Linked DNA regions of Mus musculus: region 1 is linked to region 2. Evidence: chromatin contacts called from public Hi-C data. All regions are on one chromosome and are shown on one strand. The core of a region is the stretch at or near the end of the contact, and the rest is flanking DNA. Distances in the headings are between cores, read along the strand shown.

Region 1 (5,611 bases), core at 1,316-3,815, 970 kb before region 2:
AGTTTAGTTTAGTTTAGTTTAGTTTAGTTTAGTTTAGTTTTTGTGATGGGTTTCTCTGTGTAGCCCTGGCTATCTTGGAATTCACTATGTAGACCAAACTAGCCTTGAACTTAGAACTCTGCCTGCCTCTGCCTCCCGAGTGCTGGGATTAAAGGTGTTCATATTCATGCCTGGCACTTCTGCCTTGAGTTCATCAAGAATCATATCCTCCATTTAAAGTTCCATGCATGAACCAGGCAGTGGTGGTGCATGCCTTTAATCCCAGCACTTGGGAGGCAGAGGGAAGCAGATTTCTGAGTTCGAGGCTAGCCTGGTCTATAGAGTGAGTTCCAGGACAGCCAGGGCTACACAGAGAAACCCTGTCTCAAAAAACAAAAAAAAACAAAACAAACAAAAAAAAAAAAACAAATTCCATACATGAGACGATTACTGGAGGGTTCTGACCAGTTCTAACTGCTCAGCTCGACCCCCATACTTCTGCAGCCAAAGTACTATGGGACTTAGTCTACCAGTGGATGCTGCTGCCTGTCCCATGGCCCAGTGGATGATGGGAGTCATCCCATCCCAGGAAGGAAAGAGTTGCGTGGACCTCCACCAGTAAGGCCAAACCATGTCCCCAACCCCACTTGCTTTTAGCTAGCCCCACAAGGGCCTTTGTTCACCTCCATGTTAGCCAATACAGATAAAAAGACAGTATCTTAGGCAACCGTAACTCAGGACTCACTGTACACCATGAGAACGCGTTGTTAGAGGCTCTCAGGGCTGGAATAAAACAAGCAAGCCTGAGCCTTTACCTTCACGGAAAATCCTCTTCTGCCTCTAGGGCACGGGTGACCATGATAAAACCCAGGATTTAAAATGATGGATCTGGTAATTACACAGGGCCTACCAGAGGAAACTCCCTGTATGAACACAGTCATTTAATCCTACTGCGGTTTGGGTTCCACTTGTCTGCCAAAGGTGTGTGTACTACATACTTGGTCAACAATGTAGTCGTATTGAGAGGCAGCGAAGCCATGAAGTGGTGATCTAGAAAGGTCAAGTCCTCCGTCCTCAGTAGGGATTAATTCAGTTCTCACAGGACTGGACTCCTTTCTGCAACAGGAAGCTGTCGTGGAAAGTGAGCCAGCTTCTCCCTAGTTTCCTGACTCCTGCCCGTATGCGTGACTGAGCCTTCAGAGTACAGCAGCCTTCCTTACTACATCTCCACTGCACTGTGCGGCCCCGGAAGGACCCTTGCGAGAGTTCATGACACTATGCTGTTTGGCTACATAGACTTTGCAGCTGCTAGGATCACAAGCCAAACCAACCTCTCTCCGATACCTGATGTCTAGCATATGGTCAAGGCGACACAAGAGGACAAACATAATATATATATTCAGTGTTATAAGATATATAACTATGATATTCAGTGTTATAAGAATTCTCATTTTAAAGTTAGGTAACTTGCCCATAGTCCGAAATGTAGTTTAAGACCTGGCATTTGAGCCCAGGCTGTCTGCCTCCAGCACGCCCCTGGAACACTCTCCACATCAGCCCCCCTGCCTCCACTGTGCCCCAGACACTGCAGGCTCCTCGCCTTATGACACAGTGCAGTTGTCCCTAGAGAAACACAGAGATCGGTTCCCATGGAGACAAGATTCTGCAGATGCTTGAGCCCCCTTATATCAAATTAATATCAGTTGTATGCAAACCTACAAACATCCCCTCTTCATACTTTAAATTGTACCTTATAATACAATGTAAGTGTGTATGCAGATAGGTGTTGTGTTATAGTTTCTATAAAATATCAACAAGAAAGTATACCTATACATATACCTATACATATACCTATACATATACCTATACCTATACCTATACCTATACCTATACCTATACCTATACCTATACCTATACCTATACCTATACATGTGTGTATACATGTACATATACAAAAATATGCATATATATATATATATTTGTACATGTCTGTATTTCCAATTCAGCACATATAAAACCCTTAAAGACCTATCTGTTTCAAACAAGACCCTTGATTGAACCTGTGGTCGTAAAGTCATAAATACATAAAGCTAATTGTGTCTATTTGGCCAGGTTTCCTGTCCCTTGCTTCTCATAGACGCGTGAGACTGGGGCTGCTTGGCTGTTCTCCACTGTATGCTTAGCCCGGAGAACAGCGCCAGTACACAATAAGGATGTGGTAAACCTTGATGTTTTCTTAAGCTCTTTAATGCGCCGTCTCACAAGAAGTAATCTGTTTAAGAAGCTGAAAAGGAAAGCGAAAATAAAAGGAGGAAACACACGTCGCAGTCACTGAAGGAGAAATGAACTTCTGAAGACATCTTGATAATACAGCTTGTGGGGTGACTTGTTATCCCTCGTGGGTCAGCTCAGGGTGACTGTTCAGAGCTGCCTGGGACAGTGAGTGTGTTCAGGTGGTCTTGAGTGTCCAGCCAAGGCCTGAGATTTGTAATGTGAACTAGCAGCCAACTGCAGGATTGTGTGATACACCCACCCCTAGTGTAAGGACCAATGAGAACAGACAGATGGCTGGACCCAAAATGAGAATGTGTTGAGACAGGGGCAAGGACGTAGTTCCTGGTGGTGAATGTGTCCTGAGTGACAAGAGCATCTGGGGCTCTGAGACAGGCAGAACTGATGGCACCCTGGGACGATTGGAGCCTGGAGAGGTGACACACAGGAGTGGAGATGGATATGAAGCCCAGGGCAGGGTGGAATTTCAGAGTTCAAGGTTCCAGAGGTGAGGGCGTTCTGGGCACTGACAATGCCTTGTAACCGGATAGGGGAGATGGGTGGCAAGTGTGTGGAGTCTAGGACGAGGTCTGGGAAGTGAGAAAATCCGATACTGTGTGTTGTGGGTTCCAGTGTGTAGGTTTATCAGATCAAACTGCAAACGAAAGCCTGGTCACTCACATGGTTTTCAAATATCACCTTCTCCGCAGCTCACGTCTCATCAGAAATGCGCTCTTTAGGGTGACTCTAAAACAGAAGCCCACTTGAAAGCTACAAACCGGGATACTGGCATCACCTCCACCCAGGGGGTTCATAAAAGTAAGAGCTGTCAGTCTTACATCACGAAGGTCTGGTTCCGTCTCAGAGATCCTTTGCAATGAAATTCTATGTCAGCCAGCTTTTGTTTCACTGCTGCGATAGAACAGCTGGCGTAAACAAAGGAAAGGAAGATTCATTTTAATTCATGGTTCCAGGTTGTCTGTCTACCACGGTAGGGAGGGGAAGTCATGGCAAACAGGACACAGCGAGAATGAGAGTCGAGCACTAGGGACCAGGTGTGTTCCTGGTGACCTACCTCCTCCTGCCAGGCCCCAGTGTTTCCACTACCTCCTAAAACAGCTCTAACAATAGCTGGGCACTAAGTGTTCAGCAGACAAGCCTGGAGATGAGATCTCATAGTCAAACCATAATATCCTGCCTCTGGCCCCTGGAGACACATCACCATCTTGCAATGCAAAATGCGCATAGCCCATTTCTAAAAGTCCCCCAAAATGAACAGTTTGAGCACTATTTAAAAGTATTAAGTTGAAATCTCTGAGACTCAAGGTAAACTCTGTAAGCCCCTGCCAAGTCAAGTCCTGTACTTCTAACAGAAGACAATACCTAGTAAGGATTCTCAATCGATAAGGGAGAAGACGAGAAAGAGTGGTCAGATCAAAAAGCGAGACTGCAACCCAATGGGGGCAAACAGTAAATCTTACAGCCCCATGTATGGCATCTGGCATGTTGTCAGCTCAAACAAACTTGGGCAGTCCCTTTTGTATGATCTTATTGGTTGCAGCCCACGTGACCTCCCTCTTGGCCTGGCTTCTTGTTGACTATAGCTTTTCTGGGCAGCTGTTCCTCGTTCTTGGGAGCTCCAGCATCATAGCGTCTCCGTCACAGCCCAGGTTTCACCTTCACAAGTGCACACAGCTCCCTTTCGGGTGCTACCTGTGAAGATTCTGACCTTGTCATACCCGTTGCCTGACCTTCGGGCTCTTTCCTGAAATCTGAGCGGATGCCTCTTTAGCCTGTGATTCTTGGCGCTCTGCATGACTGCAAAACCATCAACACACGGGCAGTGCTCAAGGTCCGCAGCCGCTTGGGCAGCCGTGTTGGTCTCCGAGTGCCCGTGCAGCTCGGTGAAGTGAATCCTGGGAGACAGCTTTCAGGCAGTTCTCTGTGGGACCAAGGCGCTCCAGAGGCTTTTGGTCTCAAGTTGAGTTTTCTTTTCAGTTGAGTTTACCCTTTCACGCCCTTGAGCCTGCTAAAGATGGGTCTGCCAGTTTCTGGCATGCCCTCAAGGTGCCTTTCCTATAGGAATGATAGAAAATGCTTTGCTATTCTTAGTGGCACCAATCTCTTCAGAAGCCAGGCCTTCCTTAGCTGCAGCTTTCCACTTTGCACGTTTCTTTTTTTTCTTTTCTTTTCTTTTCTTTTCTTTTCTTTTCTTTTCTTTTCTTTTCTTTTCTTTTCTTTCCTTCCTTCCTTCCTTCCTTTCTTTCTTTCTTTCTTTCTTTCTTTCTTTCTTTCTTTCTTTTTTTTTCCAAGACAGGGTTTCTCTATATAGCTTTAGTTGTCCTGGAACTCACTTTGTAGACCAGGCTGGCCTCGAACTCAGAAATCCACCTGCCTCTGCCTCCCGAGTGTTGGGGATTAAAGGCGTGCGCCACCACACCCGGCTTACTTTGCATGTTTCTTAACGAACTACAAGTTATTTAAGTTTTTTCTCTCTAATTATTTTTGTCTGTTCTCAATGTAAACTTGGCCAATGGCAGTCTGTAATAACCAGGCCACTCCCTGAATATGAGCAATGTTGAAATTTCTTCTACTGCCACCTTGTTTAAACTCAGCCTTCCACAGTTTTTGGACATGGACAAAAGGTAGACAAATTCTTTGTTATAATATGATATGAACGGTCTCTGGTTTCCAAGACAGCCCTTGTTCCAATCTGAAACTTGTTGAGTTGTTGTTGTTGTTGTTGTTGTTGTTGTTGTTGGTGGTGGTGGTGGTGATGGTAGTAGTAGTAGTGTGTGTATGTGTGTGTGTGTGTGTGTACGTGTGTGTGTGCATATGCATGCATGTATGCATGCATTCCTGCATGCATCCAGGTGTTGGTTTGAGTATTGCATCTTAAGACAGGGTCTCTAGTATCCTATACTGGCCTCAAACTCACTATGTACCTGAGAATGGCCTTGACCTCCTGATCTTTCTGCCTCTAGTATCAAGGTGATAAAATTATTGGTATTGTCACTGTGTTTAATGGCATTGTGGTACATTAAGCTCCTGTTGACATTATCATTACATTCCTTAAAGTGTTCTAGGCTTCTGCCACTCATGGTGTTCTAGGTTTCCACCACTCATGGCATTCTAAGCTTCAGCCACTCACACAGTGTTCTAGGCTTCTCATTCACAGTGTCCTTGGCTTCTGCTACTGACAGTGTTCTAGGCTTCCACCACTCATAGTGTCTGTATTAGTCAGGGTTTTACTGCTGTGAACAGACACCATGACCAAGGCAAGTCTTATAAAAACAACATTTCACTGGGGCTGGCTTACAGGTTCAGAGGTTCAATCCATTATCATCAAGGTGGGAGCATG
Region 2 (5,816 bases), core at 505-3,004:
AAAAAAAAGATTTAAGAACCATGAAATTCATTAAAGGATTGAAGAAACAATTAGATCTGCATTAAATTCTTCCTGGAAAGCTAGGTGTGGTAGCTCACACTTTTAATCCCAGAACTCAGGAATTCACAGCTATATGGATCTTTGTGAATTCCAGGCCAGATCTACAGAGTTCCAGGACAGTTGAGCTACACATAGTAAGAGCCTGTTTTAAAACAACAACAACAACAACAACTGGCTCTTGGAACTGGCGCGTGCCTTTAATCCCAGCAACTGGGACAGATGGGACAGAAACAGCAGAAATTTTTATGAGTTTGAAGCCTGCCTGGTCTACAGTGAGCTCCAGACCAGCCATAGTTACAGAGCAAGACCTTGTCTCAATACATACATGTATACATTTAATTTTTTTTTCTCCTAGAACTGCAGTGTAAAGTCTTAGCTGAACTTAGCTGAAGGACAGGATAAAAGACAACATAGAACCAGACTCCTTAATAGCCTAGACAGGCAGGATTTAGATTAATGCCTGGGTGGAAGACGTTGTTAAAATGGTAGAATCTTTGCCTATCTTGCCTGTCATGCATAAAGCCCTAGGTTCTGCCCTCAACACAGTAGTACAAACCAGGTGTGTAGTGGTAACCCCAGAACTTGGGCGGGCTGTAGAGGCATGTGGATCAGGAAGTCAAGGTCCTCCTTACCACTACTAGCCTAACATGCACAAGGTCCTGGGCTCCATCCCCAACACTCCAAAATTAAATGGATGAATGAATAAATAAAAATAAGTAACTTGAATAAGATAATGCTCTCTTCTCTCAACTAAGCATTTGTTGTGGATTATAATATGTGAGGTAAAGAATCCCGAAAACAGCTGGGCGTGGTGGTGCACGCCTTTAATCCCAGTACTTGGTAGGCAGAGGCAGGCGGATTTCTGAGTTCGTGGCCAGCCTGGTCTACAGAGTAAGTTCCAGGACAGCCAGGCCTACACAGAGAAACCCTGCCTTGAAAAACCAAAAAAAAAAAAAAAAAAGAATCCCGAAAACATAACATCCGCTAAAAAATCAGATGCAGGGTGAGGGACTCATTCCCTTATCTCCATTCATAGTTGACACAAAGACATCTTGTTTTGATCAAATAGCACTGCCTGGTAATGGAGGAAAACGGATTTTATAAACCTCGTTTTCAAACCTCCGGTTCAGACAGACTAGACTGGAGTTGGCCACCCGTCTCTGGACCTAAGTCGGGTCAAGCATTTTCTAAACAAATAACAGAGAGGATACATGTGGCAAACCTCTTCAACAACAACAACAATAACAACCACTCAAGTTTGGATAGTATTCATTGTTACATGCATTTTCTGTGTGCTGGAGATTTAACCAAAAGCCTCATATGCTGCTCTGCTTCAGTGTCGGAGGCTTGTACCCCGGCGGGATCGCTGTCTACCAACTCATACCCGCAGAAGCCAGCAGCTAAAGTAAGGAGGCGTGGGTGCTCAAGACGCTGGGGGCGCGTACCTTGTAGCTGGTTCCCTGCCTGTCCTTCATGGTGGAGACCAGCAGGCAGGCGTGGCCGCCCGGCTCTGCTCTTGCCTCAGGCTGCAGCTCATTCCTGCCCGGGGCCTGGCACAGGCTCACCACCGCTCGCACGCCCTTGCCTCGGCTCTTGAGCCCTAAGGTTGGCAAATGACAGCTACGGACCTCCACCTCGCAGGGCAGCCTCATCTTGCAGCTAAGTCGCCCGCTGGCCCGCAGGCTTTAAAACTTGGCGCCTCCCGCCTGACAGGTCTGCCGGGGTCCTCGCGATAGAGGTGTCCATGGTGCGCCTAAACCCATCGGCTTTGTGGCTTCTCGGAGTCCCACTCCAGTTTCCACGTAGAATGGTGGAATGCCCATGTTTTAGCATTATTTAACTTTTAATGACAGAACCTCTGCGTGCTCCGGAGCGCCCGGAGGATTTGTCCTCTGTTTTCGGACAGGCGGCCGCCGAGGGCACCATGTCCTTAAGCTGGGGGCGTGGTAGGTGTGGGTGTGTGCTGCCCGTCCTGGTGTTTCCCGCGCCCTTTGCTAGAGGCCAGCGGACCCGGGGATGGGGATAGCTGGAAGGCTGGTGTCACCTTGTTTATAGACACACACCCCAGCGAGAAAGCATTCTTGTTGGGCATTGCAAGTCAGAGCGGAGCTTTAGGTGACAATAACTGGCAAGGCAATTCCTGTTGAGCAAACTTTACTTTGCAGCCATGGTCGGCCTTGGAAAGGCAGTGGAGACCCACATTCACGCCTCATTTACTGAGCCCGTGGCGGTGGGAGATACCCTGGAGGGTCCCCCACCCGGTCAGAGGAGAAGGGGAGTGAGGGGAGGGTTGTGGGAGGGGATGAGCGGGATGTAAAGTGAATATGTAAAAAAAAAAAAAAAAAAACACTGCACACATCGGGTTGTCTTACCTTCAATGTCCTCGGTATCAACTTTCAAGTAAAAGCTACGAAATTGCTCAGCGACACTTATTTATTTGTTTGTTTGTTTGTTTATTTGTGTATCTATCTATCTATCTATCTGACCCCGGGCTAGGGAAGCGCTTACTCTCAGGTGAAGTGGTGCATTAGAAAACCCCCTTGCCTTACCTTGTAGTAAACAATTAATACAAGTTACACACTTGCAATTGTGAAATGGCTTTCAGAAATACCAATTTTCAATTTAACCGTGGCAAAATTCAAAATTATGATTTAGCCTTCAACGGACATCCCTGTTTACATATAACATGGTGAATTGTATCCGTGTTGGTTTCACATCCTCAAAACCACGTATTCAGGAGATAGGCAAAGACAATCAATTTGCACCCCACCACAAAAAATTCTCTTACACATTCATATGTTTTTAGTTGCTTAACATTTTTTTCTCCAGGCATTGTCACCTAAAGCTCTGCTGGGACTTGACATATGCTCCCTGATAGAGCATCAAAACATTTATTTTATTTTATGTATTCATTTTTTGGTTTTTCGAGACAGGGTTTCTCTGTATAGCCCAGGCTGTCCTGGAACTCACTTTATAGATCAGGCTGGCCTCAAACTCAGAAATCCAGCTGCCTCTGACTCCCAAGTGCTGGGATTAAAGGCGTGCGCCACCACAGCCCGGCACATCAAAACATTAGCAGCATTCTCAGGCTTATGGAAAAATTATATTTAAGCAAACCAGAATTTTTCAAGGACCATTAGGCTTCATAAATTACCTATTTTCGGTATTTGGGTGGATAATAGTAGAGATCGAAAATAGAACACCTGGGCTGGTGAGATGGCTCAGTGGGTTAGAGCACCCGACTGCTCTTCCGAAGGTCCAGAGTTCAGATCCCAGCAGCCACATGGTGGCTCACAACCATCCGTAACAGGATCTGACTCCCTCTTCTGGAGTGTCTGAAGACAGCTACAGTGTACTTACATATAATAAATAAATAAATCTTTAAAAAAAAAAAAAAAAAAAGAAAGAAAATAGAACACCTTCCTAAAGTATTACAGTTGCATTAAATATACACTAGGTTCATTTGAGAGCTAGAATTTAAATCTTGCATGAAACTTGTAATTTTAACTACATGTTTCTGAAATGCAAAGCAGTCAAGAACATAAGGGTTTTGGTTCAGTAAGACATTAGGCAGCTTCAATATATGTAGTTTAGAGTCAATAGAGGTTTTAGGCTGAAACAATGGTATATACTGCCAAATATTTGTCAGACCCTCTCTCGAACACACTGGCCTTGGCATTGTACCTATAGTCTCCTGCATAGTAGGCAAGCAATTGTAAACTATACCCTCCCCGCCCCCACACCCAATATATTGTGTTTGAGGTTGACCTTGAACTCACAGAGATCTTCCTGCCTCTACCTATGAGTGCCGGGATTAAAGGTGTGCACCACCACACCTGGCACCAATTTTCCTTCTTGAGACATCCAATTACACCTAAAATTTCTGTATTTATTTTCCTGGGTTTCTGGCATAGAAGGCATCCAATTGATAATAAAATGAATTTCTCTGACTGCTTTTCTCATCTTTGCCCAGTAATCAACATCACTCACTGTGGTGTGTAGGAAATGGAGACGGAGGTCAGTTGACAGAGATTGGAAGTCCTTGCCAGCTTGAGCTTCAGATATCAAATAGAACACTCTGTTTGCCCAGAGACCAGAAGCCTTCCTGGCCTGGGCCTCATGGACCTAACAACAAGAGCAGACACAGCCCTGTGGTACAGACTTGGGAACGACACCCAGCTGTGTAAAAGGACCAGGACAGCTAGCTCATATCCTTTTTTAACTCAGCTCCCTGGCCCACTCCTGTAGAGACACTTCTGGAATTTTGGTTTCTTTAAATAAACAAACACGCAGGTCAGTGGTGGAGAATGCCTTTAATCCCAGCACTTGGGAGGCAGAGGCAGGTAGATTTCTGAGTTCAAGGCCAACCTGATCTACAGAGTGAGTTCCAGGACAGCCAAGGCTACTCAGAGAAATCCTGTCTCAAAATACAAACAAAGAAAACACAGAAATAGGGCTGGGGAGATGGCTCAGAGGTTAAGAGCACTGGTTGCTCTTCCAGAGGACCTGGGTCCAATTCTCATCACCCACACTGCGACTCAAAACACCTGTAATGAGATCTGGTACCCTCTTCTGGGCTGCAAGCATACATGCTAGCAGAATGCTGTGCACATAATAAATAAAGACAAACAAAAAAAAACCTCACAAAAATATTAGAAGAATATACTTTCATTTTAATGTCAGGTGTAGGGATATGGGGCTGTTTCAGACTGTTTGCAGCGGCTGACTACGATTTGCCTTGTGCTCTAGCAGAGGCATGGTTTTCCCAGCTGTGGATAGTTTCTGTGGTTGTGTAACATTTGGAATTTTGGGAACTTTTCAGAGGATCTAATAAATGCTAGCGCCCTGAGAGGCAGGGCGGGTGGTTGTTGGTCTTTCGGGGGGGGGGGGGGGGGGTTGGTTGCAGTCTGTTAGTAGCAATGCTCAAATAAGAAACAAGAAAGAAATTAGATTCAGGTTTCTCTCTCTCTCTCTCTCTCTCTCTCTCCCTCTCTCTCTCTCTCTCTCTCTGTTTCTCTCCTCTACTGCTCTATCCTTCTTTTCTATCTACTGATGGGGAGTAAAAGTCAGGGGGTAAAGGGTGGGAAAAAGAAGAACCCTCAAAGTAGCAAAGCAAAGACCTGCTCCATACCTGCATTCTCAGGAGTGCTTTCTCTCTGTCAATAAGTTGTGTTTAAATTTATTTTCAATCATGTGTCCCATTGAGGCAGTCCTTTGTCTTGGAACACAAGCACCTTGAACCCTACTATACCTATACGTAGCTATGGTTATTTATGCATATCTTAACCTCTAGACCACAGGCTTCCTGGGTTCTGAGTTATCAGTGTTATCTACAAGACCTAGGAAAGCATATTTGCAGAAAGGGTAAATCAGCAGCACATGTAGGTAGGCTACTTAAATGATAGGAACCCGTGCTATTTGTTTAACAAGCAGAGCAGGCTCATCTGGAATCCACGTTCCCTGAATAAGTAGAGTCAACTGGTCTCCATTCTGAGTCATTCTCCCTCTACCCTGAAGGTGGGGCAGAAGAGTAAACTTCAAAGGGAGTTAAGTTTTAAAATCAAATGTGAAATGACAAAAGCATCACAGGGAAACAGTTTCTTTTCAATAACAATGACTACCACCAAAAGAAAAACCAGTGAAAGGAATTGGGTGTTTCACCTTGGGCTGGGGGGCAGCTGGGCAAGTACTGTACCATTAAGCTACAATTCTAGTGACCCTACTACTTTCTTAAGGACTCTCCCTCACACACATGC

Evidence for each region. Hi-C and Micro-C count contacts between places; a contact is called where the count stands out from the background.
Region 1: a Hi-C map of CD4 T cells shows a contact between it and region 2, with 4 times the contacts expected there. The contact joins the enhancer-like site here to the promoter of Lrr1 in region 2. A contact is called at or near these places in 1 of 484 Hi-C or Micro-C datasets (CD4 T cells), 2 of 115 datasets of contacts at active chromatin or transcription factors (bone marrow-derived macrophages and memory CD8 T cells) and 1 of 9 other capture datasets (adipose tissue).

The regions. Positions count from the first base shown.
Region 1 is chr12:70,133,250-70,138,860 of GRCm38.p6, reverse strand. No RefSeq gene overlaps it. Among named protein-coding and RNA genes, the nearest start is that of Abhd12b, 18 kb to the left of the region's middle. Within about 2 kb of position 2,565, at least 140 of the 459 cell types and tissues checked have an H3K27ac peak or open chromatin away from gene starts, as enhancers often do. A contact at or near this core is called in adipose tissue, bone marrow-derived macrophages and memory CD8 T cells, where this site is marked.
Region 2 is chr12:69,164,752-69,170,567 of GRCm38.p6, reverse strand. Lrr1 (leucine rich repeat protein 1) reads right to left here and starts at 1,754. Exons shown (of 4, transcript NM_001081406.2): 1 at 1,506-1,754. The coding sequence starts at 1,712.